2 separate regions of the Mus musculus genome follow, and region 1 is linked to region 2. The links are chromatin contacts, called in public promoter capture Hi-C maps. All regions are on one chromosome and are shown on one strand. The core of a region is the stretch at or near the end of the contact, and the rest is flanking DNA. Distances in the headings are between cores, read along the strand shown.

Region 1 (4,916 bases), core at 1,467-3,966, 3.1 Mb after region 2:
TCAGCTACATTTTGACTAAACGGAGGAAACCAATCTAAGTCTAAACAGCCTCAGTGGCTCTAAAAAATGATATTCAATCAAATTTAAATAAGGTCTGTCAAAGCTGGCTTCTCCCATCTTAATTCTTCTCAAGTGCCAGATTATCAATACCTGGTACCCAAATGGACTAAGTTCTATGAGAGCTAACTTCCCCATCTTTGCAGTGTCTACAGCTGAAGATCAAGGGTCTAACTTTATTTCTAGTTTTTCCTGTTTATCAGTCACACTGCTACCAAATTAATTTTCCTTTGGCCAGTGGTTCAAAATGCTAGATAATTTTGTTGCTCCCTGTAGTTCTGGCAAAATCTCAAGGTATTTCTGATTGTTACAAGTGTGGGGAAAACTTCTAGAATGTGGGAAGGCAGGAATGTAGCTAAACATCCTGTAGGTCACCAAGTAATAAAGGACCAAGTTTTAAAAGGCTTTTGCATGTTTCTTTAGGGATCTAACTTAAAGGGACTCCAGGAAGATTCAGTCACTTGCATGGGTACTTTCATGAACTTTCCAAAAGGTAATGATCCTCCCTTTAAATAAAACAAAACAAAAAACGGCAACTATTATTATCCTAAGAAAACTAGAAAGAAGGCAAATAATGGGGAAGGAAGTGTCCCTCCAAAGGAAGATTCTAGTCAACATGATTGAGGTGTTTTCCTGGGTCCAGATAAATTATATGTCAACAATATAAACAAGAAAGATTGCTGAGCCATGTTTAGAACAAGAGGTGTCTGCTTGGTAGGATGTCAATGTCATTATCAAAAAATGCAGAAGGGTAGAGTTAGAAAATTGTAGGGTAATGAGCTTGTCACTGAAAAGAAAACGGTCTACATTAGATGTGCGTGCATCCACACATGTACACACCCAACATCGAGGAGTCACACCGGCCTATCTTCGCTGACAGAACTTAACTTGGGAACATATATCTGGGATGCTAGGATCTCTCAGGAGCCTTGTGGAAAGATGGTGTGTGGACAGTGACAATTAGGCTGATTTGCAATCAGCGGACTAACTGCCTGAGTCAACACCACCGCAGGGACATCGGTCTATTCTCACCCACCACCGTGGTCCACAGCCAACAAACTCTTGAGTTCTTAAAGACCCGACTTCTCTGGACATTTCTCCATTCTAGCAGATTACTTTCACACCATTTCAAGTGTTCCTTACCTTCTCTTACTTCACCCTGCTATGCTTCTGCAATTTATACCCATTTCTCTCCTAATCTGGAGTCAACCAAGAAAAAAAGAGTTGATCTGTACTCGTAGCTCACTTCCTTGTCATCAAATGGCCATCATTCCCAACCGCGTTAAAAAAAATGGTTAAACCCAAGGTCACTTTTCTGTCTTTATAAGCTCTGTGTCGCATGCACACCAAAACAGAACGAGAACAAAAATGCAGTACAGGAAGAAAGATGTCTTAGCTAGTAGCAGAAACTTAAAAACCCTAATCACAGGAAATTCAGAATGAGTCAACCGTGTGATGCCTAAAGCTAATGTGATCTTAGAAGGCACAAGAGAAACACAATCAAATTCTGGGTCCCCGGAGAGAACTCTGTCCCAAGGATGACATTTTGCAAACTCATCCTTGTCTGTCCCCTGGAACAGCGTGTTTAGAGGTGGCCTCCTGACAGAGGTAGCAAGGCCTTTCTTTCCTTCAATGAAAACAGTTTAAAAAAAAAAATTCATCTGAATTCAAACTGTCCAAACCAGGAGCTAGTGCGATCACCCTACATGCGTCGAGAGAGAAACTACAGCAAGAAAACCCAGGTTTTTTGATCCAGGGTTTTGAAAACACTCATATTCGCCTCATCGAGAGGAAGAAACCACATCGAGTAGCCACTTTAGGTTGGTGAAGAGACAATGCGAGCCTGGCGGCGCCAGCCGTCCACTCCTACACACTCTCCACTCAACCAACTTTGGGAGTCCGTGAGCCGACCTTAGGAAGCGACCCGGGTTCGGGAATCTGTAGAGTTACTGAACTCCGTAGGACCTGCCACCGGTGTGTTTGCTACTCCCCGGCCGAGGGCCCTTCCCAGCTTTCTCACCCTCCCGAGGTGAAGCTCCGATCCTGCAGCGTGTGCACGCACTTCCCTCTCCACACCACCCGGGGAACCACCAGGCTCGCCCCGGCCGCGGCCAGCGGCCCAGCGCCCGGCCTGCTCACCCGCGTGAGACATGGGCTCGGTGGCGTTCCCGTTGCTCTCCAGGTTGTAGACCACCACGGCCGAGGCGTTCCTCCGCGCCGCCGCCAGCACCTTGTCCTTGAAGGTGCAGCCGCCTCGCGCCACCAGCGCCACCCAGGGCGCGTTGCCGAGGGCGCCGGGCGCCACGAAGCGCGTGTCGGGCGCGCAGCCCTCCGCGGGCGCGGGCGCGCGCGGGACGCCCACCAGGCCCTGCCTCTCCTCCCGGAGCGAGCTTTCTCCGAAGCGGCCGCTCTCCGACACGCTCCACACCGTCAGGTTCGACTGCGGGTCCACGTATTCGATGCTCACCATGGCCGAGTACCACTCGAGCGCCCCGCCGCCCACCCCGGGAGTACACAAGGCCAGCGCCAGCACCGCGAGTGCGTCCCGGGCTCCCACGCCGGCCGCGGGCCGCCGCCGCGCCGCCATGGCCGCCCGGCCGGGCTACTGAGGAAGAAGAGCGCGAGTCAGAACGAGGCGACTCACTCCAGGCTGGCCCACAGCTTTGAGGAGACGGCGGCGGCTCGCGAGAGACCGCCGAGCGCGGCGGGGGCGGACCCGCGGCGCACGCGCACCTGGAGGGGCGTGACCGGGGCGTGGCGACGGAAGGGGTGGGGCCCTGCCCGCGGGCGTGAGGAGTGCGCAGGCGCCAGGGTCTGTGCCGCAGGGCTGTGGGCGGCCGAGCTGAAGCTTGCAGATGCTGCAGAGAGTTGTGCAACCCTGCTGCCAGAGTCCCCAAGTCTGGGGAAGTTTGTGCGCTCCGGGTCGGCCAGCGTGGGACTGCGGTTGTGTAAAGTTTCTCAGAGGGTGGAGTTGACTGTGCAAGGCACGCGGCAAAAGCCTGGCTGCCTAAACCACTTAAACAAACAAGCAAACAACAACAAAAACCACTAAGTCAAGTTGTCCAGATGCCTTTTGTTACAAACTCTGTAATATATTAAATTCTTTGTTGCTCTTTTCTCAATGGTTGCCTTCGAGCCCTTTCTTCCTTCTCCTTAGTTTATGTGTGCCTCTGTTTGGACGAAGACGAAGGTGCTACATTAATCAAAAGGGGGGAAAAAGGGGAAAGGATTTGTTTGGAGGTAAATGGTGGCTGATAGATAGTCCTTCGACAACACAGTGGGTGGATACTTTCAGTGTACCATTAAAAGATCCTGAACACACTAAACATAGTTAAATGCAAGTATGGTAACTCTGCTCCGGTAAAATCTTGAGTAGAGCTGAGATTTGAGATGCTCTGGTAGATCAACCCCAGCGAACCTGAAAGGTATTTCCTTTGAAGAATGTGAAGTCTGACTAGACCCGAATAAACACAGGAGATCTCTCCATAACGCTGAGGAGACATCACACCCGAGTTACCAAATATCAAAAGACATTTAAAATACCTCTTCATATATGAGCTACTGAATATCAAAATGTATTTAAACCTAAGAAGTGGACACTTAAGTGATGGACTTAATGCATAGCTATACATTGTTAGGCACTATTCTGAAGACATACACACACAGGCATATACTGTGACAGACCTTCAACTCATCCCTAAGCCTGACTTATATTATCCTTTTTATCTGAGGGGCCTCAGGTCACCTCACAGATCTCTGTTGTATTGGTCAAACCAGTTTCTCCTGAGAACCAGTTCTATAAAGGAACACCAAGTCTTTAATTACACTGGACTTTCAGCAGAGGCCTGCTTCGATTCTGATGGAGCAACTGAACTCATGATTTCAAAACTCACTCACTATGCCGTTGTGCTGCCGCATTTCTGAACCATGTTCCCTGTGAGGCTTGCTCATGTTGTTTCCCCCTCTTTACTCAGTGTGAGCAAATGCCAAAAGTCCCCTTTGTGTGGCAATAAACTGTGTGATTCGTGAAATCATCGTCAGTCTCTTTATTTCTACCAAACAAACCACTAAGGAGCTGGAAATGAAGTTCAGGGCTTTGATTTCTGATTGACTCACTAGTCTTCCTTCTTTGTGCAAGAGTTTATAATTACAGGAAGTAGTTTGTTGGGGCCCAGACCAATATGTTTTAGGTTAGACCTGGTTCTTTTTATCTTTTGGATTGCATCTGTGGTATGAGACACAGCCTGAGTTCCAGCTAGGAGTAGCTTTAAAGTTAAACCTCTTCTCCCACTCCCATTACTAAAATAATGTATTTATTTTTATTTTATGTATGTGAGTGTTTTGCCTGCATATATATCTATTCACCATGTATGTTTTATGTCCCTTGACTAGCCCTGGAACTGGAGTTATAGACTATTGCCAGCCACTATATGGGTGCTCAGAATCAAACCTAGGTTCTTAACCACTGACCCATCGCCCCAGCCCCAGGAAAGCATGTTTTAAAGGCCAATAGGATTTCCAGGTTAAGGCCTTTCCCATGTTTTAGACCCAGAACAAGATGGTGTGTTTCAGCCTGAGGAACACTCCCGAGAACCCCTGGCGCTGTGCTTCAGCAATGCAAAGGCTTTTAGTTCCCAGAACACAGCGCTGTGGTTTCTTGCTGTCTGACACATTATTTCCTTCTTCCTGAAATGACCTCTTCCTTCTGCCTCTTGTTCGGGCAAACACTACATTGGTTTTGAAATTTTAACCCTTCAGCTGTTTCTTCTGTAAAACCTGTCTTGGCTGACCATGGGCTAACAAAAGCTCGGTTTCCCATGTCACTTGTGCATAATATGTATGCACATTAATTTCATGCT
Region 2 (5,548 bases), core at 153-2,652:
GCAGAGGCAGGTGGATTTCTGAGTTCGAGGCCAGCCTGGTCTACAGAGTTCCAGGACAGCCAGGGCTACACAGAGAAACACTGTCTCAAAAAAAAAATTGATGTTTGTATGTGTATGTTTGCGTGTATGCACATATGCCATGTGGGACTGTTTCAGTTATGTCTACAGAATCCATTTTAGAAAAAAAATTCAAGAGGCTGGAGAGATGGACTCAGTGGTTAAGAGCACTTACCACTCTTGCAGAAGGCCTGGTTCCCAGAACCAACATGGTGGCTCACAAATGTCAACTCTAGTTCCAGGGGATGTAGTGCCCTCTTCTAGCCTCCTTCGGCACCTGCATACACAACACACATACATACACTTGGGCCCACACAGACACAAAACAAAACAAAACATATGTATAAGATGTGTACATGTCTTAGTACATTTAGGGAGAAAGTAGAGAGAAAAATGCAAAAAACAGGGATACCCATAGAGAAGCTAATCCCATAAAGACCACATACAATGAACGAAGAATGCTCCATCTGATCATGCAGGTGTCTTCCAAAATAAGGACAAAAAGAACCCTCTCAAACAGCTTTCTCAACCCGAGGAATCAGAATAAACTGTGGTTGTGAAGCTAGCATGTATGGAAATTCCTGACAGCTGCTATCTCCCTGCATGGCTGAATGACCCGAATGTCAGGTGCATGTCAGAAACCAAAGGCACACAGAATCAGTCTCTAAACATCGTTTTATTGTAAGCTTAATTACATGAAACAAGTGTGAAGATTCAAGGAAACAGATTTTTCTGGGTTTGAGTATTTACTATGGACCTTCCTATCAAGGCATCTTCCTCAAAAGCAGGTGTCTGTCTTGATATCCACAGAGCCCAACGCAAAGCTAAGAGACTTTAGCTTTAAAACAAACCAATAGAGCTGGGTGAGGTTAAGAATGTGTGCTGAGGACCAGAGTTCAGTTCCCAGCACAGCTTCCCATTAGCTTGGAACTCCAGCTCCAGGGGGAATTCGACGCCCTCTTGCGTCTGCCCAAAGCACTGCCCTCGCAAGCGCAAACCCACATACAAATACAAATGATAAGAAAATGTTTTAAACAAACGACTCCAGGTTTCCCTGTGCCCAGTCCCTGGTTCTTATTCAGCCCTTAGCCTTGCTGGCCAGAGGGTTAATGACCTTCCTTTGCTCGTCCACACGCGCCGGGAACTCCGAGGCCGTCCCAGACAGCCGCCCCGCGTCCTCCCTTGCCTGCGGAGCCCCACGCCCCTCCGGCTCGCCCCGCCCCGCGCCGCTTGTTTACTCCCCGGCGCAGCCTAGTTCTCCCCAGAGCCCGCCCCCGCCAGCCGCTTATTGGTCAAAGTGACGCGGAGGCCCGCGCCGATTGGCTGCAACAACAGAGGCGCGGGTGAGTGGGGTAGGCTGCGCCCGAGGCCCAGAAGGGGTAGCAGGCCATGGCGGCGGCTGCTGCGGCTGTGGTGGGTTGGTTGGGCTGGGTGCTTGCCGCGTTCTGTCTGGGCAGCACCGCAGGGGAGGCGGCGCCGGCGCCGGGCGCGGGACTGCTGAACTTCTGCACGGAAGAGGACAGCGCACCGGGCGCGGGCTCCCTGCGCGGAAGGGCAGCGCCAGAGGCCACTTTGTGCTTGCGACTCTTCTGCTCCGGCTTGGCCAACAGCTCCTGGACCTGGGTAGCCGCCGAGGGCGCAGGCTGCCCGGAGGGCGGACGGGCCACGGAGCCCGAGGAGGCGGCCGCCCCGACGGGCGAGTGGCGCGCGCTGCTGCGCCTGCGCGCCGAGGCCGGCCACCCGCGCTCCGCGCTGCTGGCGGTGCGCGTGGAGCCGGGTGGTGGGGCCGCGGAGGAGGCGGCGCCGCCCTGGGCGCTGGGGCTGGGGGCGGCCGGGCTGCTGGCCCTGGCGGCGGTGGCGCGCGGCCTGCAGCTGAGCGCGCTGGCGCTGGCGCCGGCCGAGGTGCAGGTGCTGCGCGAGAGCGGCTCGGAGGCGGAGCGCGCGGCGGCGCGGCGCCTGGAACCCGCGCGGCGCTGGGCCGGCTGCGCCCTGGGCGCGCTGCTGCTTCTGGCCAGCCTGGCGCAGGCGGCACTGGCCGTGCTGCTGTACGGGGCGGCGGGCCAGCGCGCCGTGCCCGCCGTGCTGGGTTGCGCGGGGCTGGTGTTCCTGGTGGGTGAGGTGCTGCCGGCCGCCGTGAGCGGACGCTGGGCGCTGGCGCTGGCGCCGCGCGCGTTGGGCCTCAGCCGCCTGGCGGTGCTGCTCACCTTGCCCGTGGCGCTGCCGGTCGGGCAGCTGCTGGAGCTGGCAGCGCGGCCGGGGCGTCTGCGGGAGCGCGTGCTGGAGCTGGCGCGCGGCGGCGGCGACCCCTACAGCGACCTCAGCAAGGGAGTGCTGCGCTCCCGGACCGTGGAGGACGTGCTCACGCCGCTCGAAGACTGCTTTATGCTGGACTCCGGCACTGTCCTAGACTTCAGCGTCCTCGCCAGCATCATGCAGAGCGGCCACACGCGCATCCCAGTGTACGAGGAGGAGCGCTCCAACATCGTGGACATGCTCTACCTCAAAGACTTGGCTATCGTTGAGCCCGAGGACTGCACACCGCTCAGCACCATCACCCGCTTCTACAACCATCCACTCCACTTTGTCTTCAACGATACCAAACTGGACGCTGTCCTGGAGGAGTTCAAGCGAGGTAAGGGGACGCCCCTGTTAGAAAGGCCCCAGAAAGTGATGGCCTTGTACCTGCGAATGACCTTTGGAAATATTTAAAGACCCACCTTTTAGAAGCGGAAGGAAGTGCTATGGGAGTCTGATGCGGGAGGATCGGAAGGTGGTTACCCTGTTTGTTAAATAGAAAATTTTAAAAAAGTTGGGGATGTAGCTCAGTGCTTGCCTAACATACATGAAGCCCTGACCATTACCCAGTACCACATAAACCCAAGCAGTGGCCTACCTACTTAGAAGGATGGAAGCCGGCCTGGACTAAAGATTCTGTCTCAAAAGTAAATGAATGAATAAAAAGATCCATTGGCAGGCAGCAAGCATGCCTACTTGGCTCTAATCCCAGAGGTTTCCTTCTCCTGGGCTGTATTGTGCACTTGGGCTTCCTAGTTGCCCCAGATTCTTGGATAGTAACTAAAATGATGTCAAGAGGGTTAGGTAACTGGAAACTGTTGTCTTTGCCTTTTTAGCATTAAATTAGCTGGACCTGTAATGGTTCCTGGCCCTTTCAGATTGTGGGATTAGAAAGGACTCATAATACTTACTGTGGGTACTGAGAGAACTTCCATTTTAATGTCATCGGAAGCAACTCATGAATAATGACTTAATTTTCCTTCCTGGCTTTTTTCTCCCTCTTAATTTTTTTTTTTTTTGAGATTTTTATTGTTATGTTTATGAGTGCCTGTGTTGTTCCTCATGCATGCAGTGCCTATGGAAGCCAGAAGAAGGCGCTAGGTTCCTTGAGACTGGAATTACAGCCAGCCACCCTGCTGGTCCTGGGAACTGAACCCTGCATCCTCTGGTGCTCTTGCTTCCTCTCTTTCATTTAAATTGTTTTTCAGTGCATGTCAGCTACCTGCTCTTCCCTAACCCCATCTCCATTCTCCCCTTTTTTACCTTAATGTCTCCTTTCATTCTTTTTGAGCAACCCCTATTTTTTTGTTTTGTTTGTTTGTTTTGTTTTGTTTGTTTGTTTGAAACAGTGTTTCTCTGTGTAGCCCTGGCTGTCCAGGACCTCACTCTGTAGACCAGGCTGGCCTCAAACTCAGAAATCTGCCTGCCTCTGCCTCCCGAGTGCTGGGATTAAAGGCGGCGCCACCACGGCCTGGCGATCAGCCCTTTTTTGTTTTTTAAGATGTACTTATTTTCTGTGTGTGAGTGTTTTGCCTGCATGTGTTTATGTACACGGTGTGTGTGTCTGGTGCCTGAGACAGTCAGAAGAGGGCTTCGGATCCCCCAGAACTGGAGTTACAAATGGTTGTGAGGCACCGTATGGGTGCTGGCAACAAAACCCAGGTCTTCTGCAAGAGCAAATACATGTGAACATCTAAAGTTGAAAGTAAAAACTATGAGCCGCTCCACATATTTAAATGTGGACCCCTAGGGGACAGGTGGCACATACATTCAGTCCCAGCACTTAGGAAAGCAGAAGCAGGCGGATGTCTGAGTGCACGAACACCCAGGGCTACACAGTCTTGAAACAAAAACAAGGTATAGGCTCCTCTATAACACTCCATGCTCCTCCTTGGGCTGCTTTGCAGAGCATGGGTGCTCCTGCGCACCAGACGTGCTTCCTTGGAGTGGAGGGTGGATGTGCACCAGGGCTCTGGCTGGATTGGGCTGCATGATAGGGTGTAGCAAATGGAGCAAGCCCCCCTGAAGTGGGTCTCAGGCCCCAGGGCCTGTCAGTGATTTCTTGGACAGCCACTGCAAGAGGCAGCTCTCTGATGTGATGAGCTCGCTGCTCTTGTATTGAACTCAGCGTGTGCCAGGCTCTTGACGGGCACCCTGCATTCCCAGTCTCCCTTGTCTGTGCAGGAGACCTGTATATAGATCATGAATAAGTGAACAGGAGGCTTAAGTGGGCAGCTCTGATTGTGTCTGGCCTCTCAGGTGTGTCCTGGCTTTATCCTAGATCTTGGTCTTGCAGACTCTTTCTAGGGAGTGAGTAGGTAGTATAGTGTCTGGGCTGTTGTCACTTCTCACAGAGTGGGAGCCAGCCCTGCCTACTTCGAGTTCCCAGGTCCTAGGAAGACTGCCACGGCTCTCTCGCTCTGTTAGTTTATCAAAGAAGAGAGAGAGAGACTGAGATCTGGTGTGCTTGTCAGTCTAGTGACTCCTTCCTGGGAGATGGTATTTGTTAGCGCCCAGCAAATTAGCCTTTTAAGGGTGACCCTGGACAGATAGGGTCCATCTCTTCCAGAATCATCATAAGCCTTCTGTTAGGAGAGGAGTATAAGGACCATCGCTGTCCCTTTGATGCTCCAAAGTCTCTTTAGGTTTCTCAGTCTCATGAAGGACAATGGTGTACGCTTTGCCAGAGCAAGTTCTGGTTGACCTGTATCAATAGGAAAGACATGTCCCAGCTGAGGACAGAGGCAGGAGGAGTGTGAGTTTGAAGCCAGGTGGGATCGGGGAGGGGGGTGAGCAGGGGAGGTATTCATCATAGTGTCCCATTCCTCTGCAGCTCAGGTTAGGGCGGTGGAAGGGCGAGGGGCATCCCTGTCTGGAGAGAGCTGAATTTAAGCTTTGGGTGTTAGTATTGGTGTGAAGGACAACACAGATGAGAGCTGTTTCTCACTGCAGACCCTTAGTTAAAAGTGTTCACAGACAAAAAAAAAAAAAAAAAAAAAAAAAAAAAAGCCGGGCGTGGTGGCGCACACCTTTAATCCCAGCACTCGGGAGGCAGAGGCAGGTGGATTTCTGAGTTCAAGGCCAGCCTGGTCTACAAAGTGAGTTCCAGGACAGCCAGGGCTATACAGAGAAACTCTGTCTTGGGAGAAAAAAAAAGTGTTCGCAGAGGGAAGATGAGTGGAGCCCTTGTGTGTCA

What was found. Promoter capture Hi-C pulls out the DNA fragments that hold promoters and counts their contacts.
Region 1: a promoter capture Hi-C map of second pharyngeal arch cranial neural crest shows a contact between it and region 2. The contact joins the promoter of Rnf149 here to the promoter of Cnnm3 in region 2.

What each region holds. Positions count from the first base shown.
Region 1 is chr1:39,574,631-39,579,546 of GRCm38.p6, forward strand. It overlaps Rnf149 (ring finger protein 149), which reads right to left and starts at 2,717. Exons shown (of 7, transcript NM_001033135.3): 1 at 2,197-2,717. The coding sequence starts at 2,644.
Region 2 is chr1:36,510,465-36,516,012 of GRCm38.p6, forward strand. Cnnm3 (cyclin M3) reads left to right here and starts at 1,403. Exons shown (of 8, transcript NM_053186.3): 1 at 1,403-2,689. The coding sequence starts at 1,447.